3 separate regions of the Mus musculus genome follow, and all the other regions are linked to region 1. Evidence: chromatin contacts called from public HiChIP or PLAC-seq data. All regions are on one chromosome and are shown on one strand. The core of a region is the stretch at or near the end of the contact, and the rest is flanking DNA. Distances in the headings are between cores, read along the strand shown. Region 1 has its middle 35 kb from the start of Tafa3. Region 2 has its middle 19 kb from the start of Gm40118. Region 3 has its middle 27 kb from the start of Gm38412.

What was found. HiChIP or PLAC-seq counts read pairs in DNA pulled down with a chosen protein or histone mark.
Region 2: a FOXA1 HiChIP or PLAC-seq map of pancreatic cancer cells shows a contact between it and region 1. The contact joins two enhancer-like sites. A contact is called at or near these places in 1 of 39 promoter capture datasets (hippocampal neurons), 1 of 115 datasets of contacts at active chromatin or transcription factors (pancreatic cancer cells) and 1 of 9 other capture datasets (liver).
Region 3: a contact with region 1 is called in an HNF4G HiChIP or PLAC-seq map of pancreatic cancer cells. The contact joins two enhancer-like sites. A contact is called at or near these places in 2 of 115 datasets of contacts at active chromatin or transcription factors (large pre-B cells and pancreatic cancer cells).

Annotation. Positions count from the first base shown.
Region 1 is chr3:104,740,120-104,744,022 of GRCm38.p6, forward strand. No RefSeq gene overlaps it. Among named protein-coding and RNA genes, the nearest start is that of Tafa3, 35 kb to the right of the region's middle. Within about 2 kb of position 1,977, at least 32 of the 459 cell types and tissues checked have an H3K27ac peak or open chromatin away from gene starts, as enhancers often do. A contact at or near this core is called in pancreatic cancer cells, where this site is marked.
Region 2 is chr3:105,086,884-105,090,786 of GRCm38.p6, forward strand. No RefSeq gene overlaps it. Among named protein-coding and RNA genes, the nearest start is that of Gm40118, 19 kb to the right of the region's middle. Within about 2 kb of position 2,203, at least 15 of the 459 cell types and tissues checked have an H3K27ac peak or open chromatin away from gene starts, as enhancers often do. A contact at or near this core is called in pancreatic cancer cells, where this site is marked.
Region 3 is chr3:104,434,526-104,438,428 of GRCm38.p6, forward strand. No RefSeq gene overlaps it. Among named protein-coding and RNA genes, the nearest start is that of Gm38412, 27 kb to the left of the region's middle. Within about 2 kb of position 1,641, at least 13 of the 459 cell types and tissues checked have an H3K27ac peak or open chromatin away from gene starts, as enhancers often do. A contact at or near this core is called in pancreatic cancer cells, where this site is marked.

The DNA.
Region 1 (3,903 bases), core at 727-3,226:
CCAGGCCCTTTGTAGCACACGCGTCATCCTCTAGGCTCCAGATGCCTGTACTCCACTGCTGCTGCTGTTCTTGGTGGTCATCTCATGGTACTGGCATCTCCAAAACACTGCATGACCCCTTCAGTCCTGGGCCATCAATTGCAAATGAGGCTGGACTTTCACCAATGGCCTTCCATGGCCTCTCACAGTGCCAAGCCTCAGCTGTTCTGCTCAACTCCTTCATGCCTTCAAAACCAGTACCACCTGGGTGACTCTTACACATTACCAAGTCCAGCCACAGCACAAGGTACAACTTTGGCTATATCTGGAACACAGCCACTGTGCTCTCAGAAAACACTTCCCAGAAGATGTCACCTCAATGATGCTGGTCTCTTCTTAATCACCGCTAATTTCTTAGCTCCAGCTAACCAGCATCAATAGTCCCAGTAATGCAAAGCTTTTGCTTCAGTAGTTCTGGTATCTTGTTAATCACAGCTGATTCTTCAGCCCCAGCTAACCAGAACTACAGAATCTTCACAATCAAAACAGCAATGGCCCTGAAAAGAGTCTTTAATTTTCCCTCTGAAATTTCACAAGCCAGGCCTCCATCTTCTGCACTGTTCTCAACATTATCTTCCAAGCTCCTACACAACATCCCACAGAGCTCTTAACAACAAATGGATCTTCAAGACCAAAGTTCCAAAGTCCTTCCACAGACCTCCCCAAAACATGGTCAGGTTGTCACAGGAATACCCCACTCTGCTGGTACCAATTTGTCTTAGTCAGGGTTTCTATTCCTGCACAAACATCATGACCAAGAAGCAAGTTGGGGAGGAAAGGGTTTATTCGGCTTACACTTCCATGCTGCTGTTCATCACCAAAGGAAGTCAGGACTGGAACTCAAGCAGGTCAGGGAGCAGGAGCTGATGCAGAGGCCATGGAGGGATGTTCTTTACTGGCTTGCCTCACCTGGCTTGCTCAGCCTGCTTTCTTATAGAACCAAGACTACCAGCCCTGAGATGGTCCCACCCACAAGGGGCCTTTCCCCCTTGATCACTAATTGAGAAAATGCCTTACAATTGCATCTCATGGAGGCATTTCCTCAACTGAAGCTCCTTTCTCTGTGATAACTCCAGCTGTGTCAAGTTGACACAAAACTAGCCAGTACAGCATGTATGTGCACTACTTACATGCCTGGTACCTGGAAAAGCTACGGATTTCCAAGGAGCTAGAGTTACCGACAGTTATGGGTCACCATGTGTACAGAGAGTTGAACCCAGGTCATCTGGAAGAGCAACCAGAATTCTTTTTCCCTTTTTTCTCCCCCTATTTTCTTTTTCTCTTCCTTCCTTCCTTCCTTCCTTCCTTCCTTCCTTCCTTCCTTCCTTCCTTCCTTCCTTTCTTCCTCCCTCCCTTCCTTCCTTCCTTCCTTCCTTCCTTCCTTCCATTCTTTCTTTCTGAGACAGAATTTCTCTGTGTAGCCTGGCTGACCTGGAACTTGTTCTGTAGACCAGGCTGGCCTCAGAGATCGACCTGCCTCTGCCTCCCAAATGCTGGGATTAAAGTCCACCACTCCTAGCACAACCAGTATTCTTAACCACTGAGCCATCTCCCCAGTCCTAGTCCTTCTAATTTAAGATAGGTAGATAGATAGATAGATAGATAGATAGATAGATAGATAGATAGATATAGATTGTTTTTTAGATATGTATTTGGAGGTCAGAGGGCAACTTTCAGGAGCTGGTCCTCCTATCACCATGGAACCCAAGAATCAAAGTAAGGTTATCAGGCTTGAGCAACAAGCACTTTCAATGTCCATCTCACAGGCCCCCAGCCATGGTCTTTCTGTAGAGGCCAACAGTATGTGGACACCCAGGTTCATCAGGGCAGGAATAGAGGGCATCAGTGAGACCTCTGAAGGTCTCCGGTTGGAAGAACAGAGCTGAGTTAGATGTTTGCAGACCTGAATGCGGAAGGGCTTTTATTTTCCCTGTCAGCTCCCGTCACTGAGTCACTAGGAACTAGGATAGTTTGCACATGCTTGCCCAGGGAGTGGCACTGTTAGGAGATGTAGACTGTTTGGAATAGGTGTGTCACTCTGGGTGTGGGCTTTAATGTCATCATCCTAGCTACCTGGAAGTCAGTATTCTGCTAATAGACTTCAGATGAAGATGTAGAGCTCTCAGCTCCTTCTGTACCATGCCTGCCTAGATGCTGCCATGCTCCTGCCTTGATGATCATGGGCTGAAGCTCTGAACCTGTAAGTCAGCCCCAGTGAAATGTTGTCCTTATAAGAATTGCCTTGGTCATGGTGTCTGTTCACAGCAGTAAAACCCTAACTAAGACAGTTATGGCCAGTTTTCATTGTCAACTTGAACAAATTAAATAAATCTCGATGGAAACATACCTCTGGCCATGTCTATGAGGCTGTTTCTTTCTTCTTTTTTTTGTTTTTGTTTTTGTTTTTTCGATACAGGGTTTCTCTGTATAGCCCTGGCTGTCCTGGAACTCATTTTGTAGATCAGGCTGGCCTCAAACTCAGAAATTCACCTGCCTCTGCCTCCCGAGTGCTGGGATTAAAGGCGTGCACCACCACACCCGGCTCTTCTTTTGTTTTTTTTAGATTTATTTGGGATTATATTTAAGTGCACTGTAGCTGTCTTCAGACACACCAGAAGAGGGCAGATGGTTTGAGCCACCATGTGGTTGCTGGAATTTGAACTCAGGACCTTAGGAAGAGCAGTGAGGCTGTTTCTAACAAAGGAAACTGAGGAGGGAACACCTGCTCTGAATGTTTCAGACTGAATACAAAGTAGCAAGAGTGTGGAGCCCCAGCATTCATCTTTCTCTGTGTGTCCTTCCTGACGGTGGATGCAGTGTGACTAGCTGCTCTTGCTGCGTTCCTGCTGCGGCGCTACTCCCTCAAACTGTAAGCCAAAAACCAACTCTTTCTTCCTTAAGTCATTTTGTTATGTATTTCATCACAGTAATGAAAAAGGTAATTAACACATATCTCCTCCAGGAAATTCAGCTTTTCTCAGAAGGAGAGCATGCATCTCTGGGGACCTTGGGTGTATAGCTCCCTTCCTGGTTCTCATCTGACTCATCTGTGCTTGGAAATTAGAAGATTGTTGGATTAAAAAGAAGCTACAAACAGACTGCAGCTGATCTGAAGGTTGTTCACTGAAATTTCCCTACTAGCTGTGGGCTTTGGGGGCTGGGCAGAAAGGTTGCCAACAGTTCTGATGAAATTCAAACAGCTGTGGGCAGTGGCTTTAACTGGGCATGCTGAAGGGACTCAGTAATCCATCATTTCATCAGGCTGAGCCAGATGTTGGGGTGGGGGGTGGAGGCTTTGCTAGGAGGGTGGAATGACGGGAGATTAGCAGCCTCTTTTCCAGGGGTGGGAAGCATAAATGTCCATGCACTGTGCAAAGAATCTATACCCCAGCAGGGGTGATGACTATAGTTATCCCCTATCCGAATATCCAATCCCTTCATTTGGGACCACACTACCCTGCTTACTCACGAGCTGAACATGTCCTGAGCACAGGCCAGGAACCAGATGTTGTTCTGTGTGCCAAGAAACGAAGTCAGTGAGACACAGTGTTTGGAATCCTGGGTCTTCAGGTACAGGAAGAGTAAGACAGACAGGTTGACTAAGAACTGAATCTCCCCTGAAAGGCTGTGTTATTCAGGTTCTAATCTCGGATGTCTGTAAAGACAGGACGGTAGAAAGGTGAGCCCTGAGAGTTGCCTAGGGTTTGCTAAGTGAAGAAGAGGAGGCTGCCCCAACTGCAGTTACAGTGACACCATCATTCTTACAGGATATGTGAGCACAGCAGATTTAGTTACGAGACTTTGTTGAAGTATTCTTTCATTTACTGCCTGCCATAGTCCTATGGAGCAAAATTTCCTTTACAA
Region 2 (3,903 bases), core at 953-3,452, 350 kb after region 1:
TTTCACTCTCTTGATGGGATCCTTTAAAGCATAGAAGGGTTTTCTTTGGATGAAGCTCCAGGTATTCTGATGATTCTCCTCTGTAGCTTATGAGCATCTGCTTTCTACAGCCAGGTATCAAAAGGCTTCCCCATTAGGCACAGCATACAGTGAAACTACAGTGCTCAATTCTATGTTGTTTCAATGAAAGGAGTGGAGTAGATTAGAGGAAAAGGAAGAAAGTTGGGGACATTTCACCTGGAATTTAGATTTCTAAGTATGGTGGCATGTTAGCCATTGTTTTGTCCAGTTAAAATAAAAAAAAAAAAAAACAAAAAACTTATGTGTATGAGTGTTCTTCCTGCATGCCTGTACACTACTTGTGTGCCTCGTACCTGAGGAGGTTGGAAGGTGGCGGCGGAACCCCTGGAGCTGGAGTTACAATGGTTGATGGACAGTGTGGGAATTGAAACCCGGTCTTCTGAAACAGCAACTAGGTCTCTTACTATTCAGCCATCTCTCCAGCCCCATGGTTCAACTTTAAAAATATTTAACAAGGGGAGCATTTATACTTGAAGAGGATCCAGTCCACCGTGGTTATAACACTTGGCAGCAGGCAGTGACACCTGGCAGCAGGCGGCTCCAGGGAGAGCAAGCATGTGGCCTCTGCCTCCTCACACTTCCTGAAGCAGGAAGCAGAGGTCCTATAGGAAGTGAGGCTGGGACATAAAACTTCAAGGCCAGTTCTCAGTCACTCACTTCCTCCAGGAAGTCTCTGCCTCAGAGAATTCCTGCAGCTTTTCAGAATAGCACCACTGGCTGGAAACCAAGTGTTCAAACACATGAACATACAGGTGACGTTTCCCTTTCAACCTGTAACACTCTGCCCTTGGTGTCCACAGGCTCATTAGCTACTGTCTTTGAGCATTAGCATCTAATCACAGAGGTTAAGTTACTCTTTGGGACTTGCCCGAATTCTTTCTAGTTTAGAGGCTTTGGACCAAATGAAGCTAGAGCACACAGTCTCTGCACTACCCAAAGACTAGTGAGGAGGAAGAAATGTCAGAGAGAGGATTTGGGGGCTAGATTTGTGTCCGTGTGTCCATGTGCATGTCTGTGTGCATGCGTGTGCGTTTCTAGCTGAGGACTCTGAGCCAGGTGCTGAGTGAGACAGACTTAGGTGTACACAGGGGCTTGACAGTCCTAGGAGGGAAGGAAGCTGAGGTAGCAGGTTGGCTTTCAGTGGGTGATGCAGTCCGGAGGAGGCCCTTGCTGGTCCAGTGGCTCAGCCACTGGTGGGGGGGGGGGGGGGCACCTGTAAAAGAATTCCCTAAAGCTGAGGTAGCCTCCTATGAAGCAAAACCCAATGGATTTGGAGCAAACCGTCAGTGTTTTGATATCACATGAGTGTAGAATCGTCAAGTCTGCCCTAAGGACAGACCTGAGGTTCAAATTCCAGCAGCAGTGGACTTCAGGTGACTTTTCTGCCTCACTTTCCCTGTCTGTAAAGTGGAGAAAATATTTCCCTACAGGGTGATGGGAAGATAGGACAAGGGTGATGTTGGGTGTGGTGACTCATACCGGGCGCTGGGAGGCTGAAGCAGGAGGGTCAGGAGTGGGAGATCAGGCTGGGCTACAGAGTGAGATGCTGTCTCCAAAACAAAAAAAAAAAAAAAAAAAAAAAAAAAAAACCCAAAAGGACAAACCCGGCTTAGCACATTCTCTGTCACAGTGCAGACACCAGTCAGTGTTCTTCTTTGCTAGGTGGAAATAAACCAGGCCAACATCGTGTTCTCTGAACCAGTTCCCACCCTGCTCATTTAAAGCCTCATTTCCTCCCAGGCACCAGTGTTATTTCCCCCATCTTCTGGATGTGTCCCAGGACCTGTGGTGTGCCCTGACTTGTTCATCTCATGATCTCAGCTTGGAGACTCAGGACCTCCTTGGCTTTTGACCCTCCCAGATGGGTCTACCCAGCTCCTGTTCCTGTGAGATGAGGTTATTATTTTCTAGAATATACCAGAGAAAGAATGGCCAAACTGCATCTCTTACAGCTATCTGTCAGCACATCCCACCGCACATCCCACCAGGGATCTTCCTAAGGAGAGACTGCCATGTTCCCTTTGTTAAGTGCCTCCCTAAAAGCCTAGGACAGAGTATCCTGCCTTGTGTACTCTGCGAAGCAGGACAACGCGTGGTTGGCTAAGCCAGGTATGTATTTTGTGTGAGTCATTATTCGTCACCAGGGTGTTGGCCATGGTAGGGACACAGGTCTCCAAGGCCCTATACTTCTCACATATATGTGATTGGGTTTGATTTACTGGGTTGTGTTGACTCCTTGAGACATGAACACAAAGCAGTTTTGTTATTCCAGTGGCTGCTGCCTGCACTCGATGTGTATGGTACAGGTCTCTCTCCCGCTGAGAAGCAGCTCCCTTCACCATCTGTGCATGTCCATATCTTCTCAGCCACTTTCACCCACCACAGTGGTCTTATTATGTTAATGAAGACACAGTCTTTTATCTTAAAGATGGCATTACAATTTTTAATTCAAGCTTTTCTCCTTCCCTTTTAACAAATGCTGGAGTTGGTCCACAGCTGTTTGGAGCAGTGGTTGAAAAATGGGGTTTGCTTTGGAGGCACCCTGTCACCCTTCTTTTTGAGGCCTAAGTGCCTCTGGGCAGAGTGTGGGGGGGTGAGGAATGGTTGACTTCTTTACATGACTTACAGGAAGGAGCAACTGTCCTTTACTCCTTCCTAGTTCGGTATGGCTCTGCTGGAGTTTTACAGAGCTTTCTTCCCAAGCCAGGACCACCCCTTCCTCTCCTTACCCATTAGCTGCACGTTTAACATCACTAGTAATAGAGGCTCCCGGGGACGCCATCTCTGCTATGTGTAGCCAACTCTTAATTTAAAAGCTTCCAGGTAAAGCTGGGCTCTGGTCACTCTGCTGACTTCCGAGCATCACCACATGAAGTCACAGGGTCTTCTGGATGTTCTGCAACAACTATGTGAGAGACCGCAGATCATATGGGAAGGGCGTCCTGTCTTCTGCCCAGGCATGTTTTAGTAGGCATGTCTGTTGCTTCTGGTTGCAAATCAGTGGCCTTCCCACTTTCAGAACCTCTAGGCTTCCGATGAGTAGCGATTTCAATGCAAGAATGCTTGCTTAGGAGCTGAGGAGAAGACTCAGTGGGTAAAAGTTCTTCTTACACAAATATGAGGACCCATGTTTGAGTTCTCCCAGAACCTCTCAGAGTCCATGTAAAAAGGGACACAGTGATGGGTTCCCAAGCCAGATATGGGATGGTGTAGCATTGCCCATAATTGGGACGTGTCTCAGAGAGCACTGCAGGAGTGGGGTCACTCCCTACCTAGATCAGACTTGGGCCTACTCAATTCCGTAGAGACAAAGGCCACATCATGATAAAGCCAGTTAGGCTTCTGTTTCCCTGCCAGAGAACTGGCTTCTCAGAAACCACGTGATCTACAATCTGCTAATCTAGCTGGTACGCTTGGAAGGCCCTTGCCCCTGCAAGCGGCACCTCCCTTTCTCAAGCTATATAAGCCAGACTTTCTATTTCAATGAATGAGCTCTCCCCCCCAGGTCATTCATCCCTGCCATGCTCACCACCACCCAGGACTCTGTCCCCCAGCTCCTCCGCATCCTGAGACCGTTGGTGTGCAATGGCTGATGGGAGGTGGAGATAGGACAATCCTTGGAAGCTTGTGGACCAGAGAGTCTGGAGCAAAAAAGAGATTCTGTCTCAGACAAGGCAGAAGGCAAGGTCTGACCTGAGTTTGTCCTCTGACCTTCACACGTGCACTGTGGTACGAGGGTACCTGTATTAACACACTAAGGTGCACGAACCTGTGCACACACGCATGCACACATGGACATGCATACCCACCCACACACTATTT
Region 3 (3,903 bases), core at 391-2,890, 310 kb before region 1:
AAACGGAGGGGAGATGACTCAGCAGATACGAGCAGTGCTGCTCTTGCAGAGAGAGGTTCAGTTCCCAGCACCTATATTGCTTCACGGCTGCCCTTAATGCTAGCCCTCGGGGACCTGACACCCTCTGACCTCTGCAGGTTCCTGTGCTCATGTCTCTCTCTCTCTCTCTCTCTCTCTCTCTCTCTCTCTCTCTCTCTCTCTCTCTCTCTCTCTCTCTCTCTCTTTCTCACACATACACACACACACACACACACACAATGGGACATCAAGTCAGCCCTGATAAGATGTCAATTATTAAAAAGACGAAGGTAACAAATGCCGGTGGAAATGTTGAGCAAAGAGAGCCTTGAGCACAGCAGTTGGGAGCATGGCCACCAGAGAAACAGCGTGCATCTGCCTTACAAAACAAGGAACACAACTGCAATGTGACCCAGAAAGCTGAGTGTATATTAAGATAAACTGAAATCAGCCCAACCAAGAGTCTGTGGCTCAGAGTTAAATGGCCGCAATTCACAGCAGCGAAGGTAGGATCAGCCTAGGTGCCCAGTAACAGACAAATGGATACGAACATAAAGTGTGGTGGCACATACCTTTAATCCCCATACTTGGAAGACAGAGGCATCAGATCTCTGTGAAAGTTCCAGGACAGCCAGGGCTACACAGAGAAACACTGTTCTTAAAAAAAAAAAAAAAAAAAAAAAAAAAGTAAACACACAATAGAATATTATTTGTGCATAAACAGGAACACAACTGTGTCATTCGCCCAACATGGGTGGAATTGGACGTAAGTGACGTAAATCAAGCAAGTGTCAAGAAAGACACTGTGTACTGAATCATATCCTGGCTGAATGCAGAGAGATACAATGGTCCAGAACCTGAGCAGAGATGTAGAGAGAGTGGTTAGTGAGCAGAGGGTTGCAGCCGGATGGGAGGAATCGCTGCTAAGGCCCTATAGCATCCAGGGTTTAACGGTGGCGGGCAAGTAGCTGGTGGGAGGATTTCACACGTTCCCATACTGAGAAATGAGAACTGTCTGAGGTGATGGATACGCCAGTCATCCTGATCCAATCATAACACATTGTGCACAGACACTGAAAAATCGCAGCCACGTTGTAGCTCATGAGGACATGCAATATGTTGATTAAAAATTGAATACAGAGGTCAAAAACTGACATACCTTCCTTAGTTTAAAGTCCTAAGGTCCCAAAACATCTCAAAAAATATGGGAGAACAGAAGGCTGCGCAGAGAGGCCAGAAAGAATCTAGACATCCAGGACCCACGAGGGGAACTCAGGTATGACCAATCCCCATTAGACCCTGCCCTTGGTCTTTGGGTCTTCAGTCTGGTGTCTCCCACATCCCATCAAACTATGACCCAACTCATTACACTCTATCCTTGCTAACCTGCCTGCTGTTAGGGTGCTGATGATGGCCCGTGAAGGGCTCATCTCCACCCACTCCACTGCCTGGCCACTGACCATTATGGCGCTTTTGTCTATTTTCTAGGCCCATCCTTTTGCCTCTCTTTATGGGATTCTGGAAGCCTTCATGATACTGCCAGTAAAAGTCCTCTTTATTGAGAGGCAGTTCCTGTTGTTTACACTCAAGAGTTCCAGCCATACCAAGTGACTCAGCAGCTCTTCTCTGAGGTACAGTCCCAAGAGCAATTACAACGCAGGCCCATGTAAAAATCAAGGATCTCCATGTTCAAGGTAGCATTTTTTCATGATAATCAGGAAAGCCAGAAACAGCTTGTCCTGGTGTGCTTCTCTGTTGCTGTCATAAAACACTGACCAAAAGTGATTTGAGGCTGGGGGAGGGCTCATTTTGCTTACATGTGTACAGTCCACCTTTGAGGGAAGCCAAGGCAGGAACCTGGAAGAGGTAGGAACCAAAGCAGGAGCCGTGGAGGAACACGGCTTGTTGGCTTTCTCCCTGTGCTTTACCCAATGTGCCTTCTAATACAACCTAGGACCACCTGCCCAGTGGGCTGGGCCTTCCCACGCCAACCATTAAGTAAGAAAACACCCTACAGACTTCCCTACATGCTAATCTGATGGATGTGATTTTCCTACATGCTAATCTGATGGAGGCAATTCCTCAACTGAGGTCCCCTCTTCCAAGATGACTTTAGTTTGTGACTAGTTTGACAAAAAGCTGATCAGCACACATGTAAATAGGAATAGAAATGCTACTAGACCCTGGGATTATGAAATAGCTCAGATGTATAGAGAATGCAAACCACTCCATAAATACCAGCTGCTGTTCCTATCAATGTGCGAATGAAGATGGGATCAGAGAGCCTGCTTCTGGGGCTGGAGAGATGGCTCAGAGGTTCAGAACACTTGTTGCTCTTGCAGAGGTCCCAGGTTCGATTCCCAGAAAGAAGCCTAGTGGGACTTGGCCCTGGGGAACCCCCGGTGCCAGACCTCCTGCCCCCCCCCCCCATATGATGGCTGCTGGAAAAACTGGAGGGAAAAGGCCCCTTCTGAGTGTGGGGGACAAAAATTAACAATAGACTGTGGATTGGTTGTATCATTGGCGGATTAACTATATCATTTCCTTTCCCTGGCCACTCTCTTGTTCACGTTAGGTCTTCCTAGAGGGTGATAGGCAAGGTTCCCAAGCCTTTCTGCCATGATGTACCCTTCCACCTAGACCCAAGCATGCCAGCCATGAGTCTGCGGTGTACCTGGGGAGCCGGACCCAAGCTCTGATGCTGGAACCTTTGCCTGAGTGACTTAAGTAAGACCCTGTTCCTCTCTGACCCTCAGTTTGTTCTCGTGCTAATAGAGTCATGAGTGAAAAGGATTTGACCCTGACTTCTAATTGCCTCAAAACACCACAGACTGTGGGTCCCCTGCTCAACTCCAGCTCTCTGGAAGCAGAGGCTGGCATCAGCATCTGTTGAGCTCATCAGAGTTTGTGACGCTCAGGTGTTCTATGTGCGTGAGGGACGGTGCATATGTACTTGATGCTGGGGACTGAACCCCACACCTCATAGATGCTAAGCTGCTATTCAACCACTGAGTCCTGTTCAGTCAGGTTTGAAGGCCTCCACTGATATTCAGATTCCCAAGAAAAATGAATGCTGTTCTCATCTAGCAGAGAGCAGCGTTGAGTGGCCTGCCTTGCGGTCCAGGCATGATAGCCACTTGCCCGTGAAGGGCCCGCTTGTGGCCTGGCCCAGCATGGGAAGAAGCTGTTCTTGTATCTCATCAAATACCTCAGCTCAGCTATTTGCCTCCCCCTGTGCTGCTTTTGTTCAAAAGGCTGTGAGAAAAGCTGGCACCTTTCCCTGGAGCTCTTGAAGACAATGGCAAGTCTCTCCTGACTCTCGGCAGCTTTTCTATTTCCGTAGTAACTGTCCTCCTCCATGATGCTGGTTAGCATCTTTTATGTTTATTTATTTTAACATTCGTTAAGTGTTTCAAGTACCTTAGGCTGGCCTTGAGCTCCCTATGTAGCCAAGGATGCCCCTGAACTTCTGATCCTCTTTCTTGCCTCTACCTTTCTAGTGCTGGAATTACAAGCCTGTGCCACCATGCATCGATCGGTTTAAGCATCATTACGGGATGGACCTCGGGCTTCACACATGCTAAGAAGCATTCTATCCACTGAGCTACAGGCCCAGCCTTGTTAATACCTCTTATGCAGACCACACAGCAGTTCCTTAGTCCTCTTCTGACCTCCAGCCAGTCCGTCTCAGTAACCACAGTGATTTTCCTAAGCCGGCCTTCACCCCATCTCCTCCGCCCACGAGCCAAGCCGTCTACCTCCCAGTCAAAACCAAGCTCCTCCCCTGTCCTTTAAGTCTTTCGAGAACCAGAACCTCAGTACATCCCTCTCCCACACCTTCTTCAGGCCAATCATCACTTCCAAGAGATGAATAAAGGATATTAC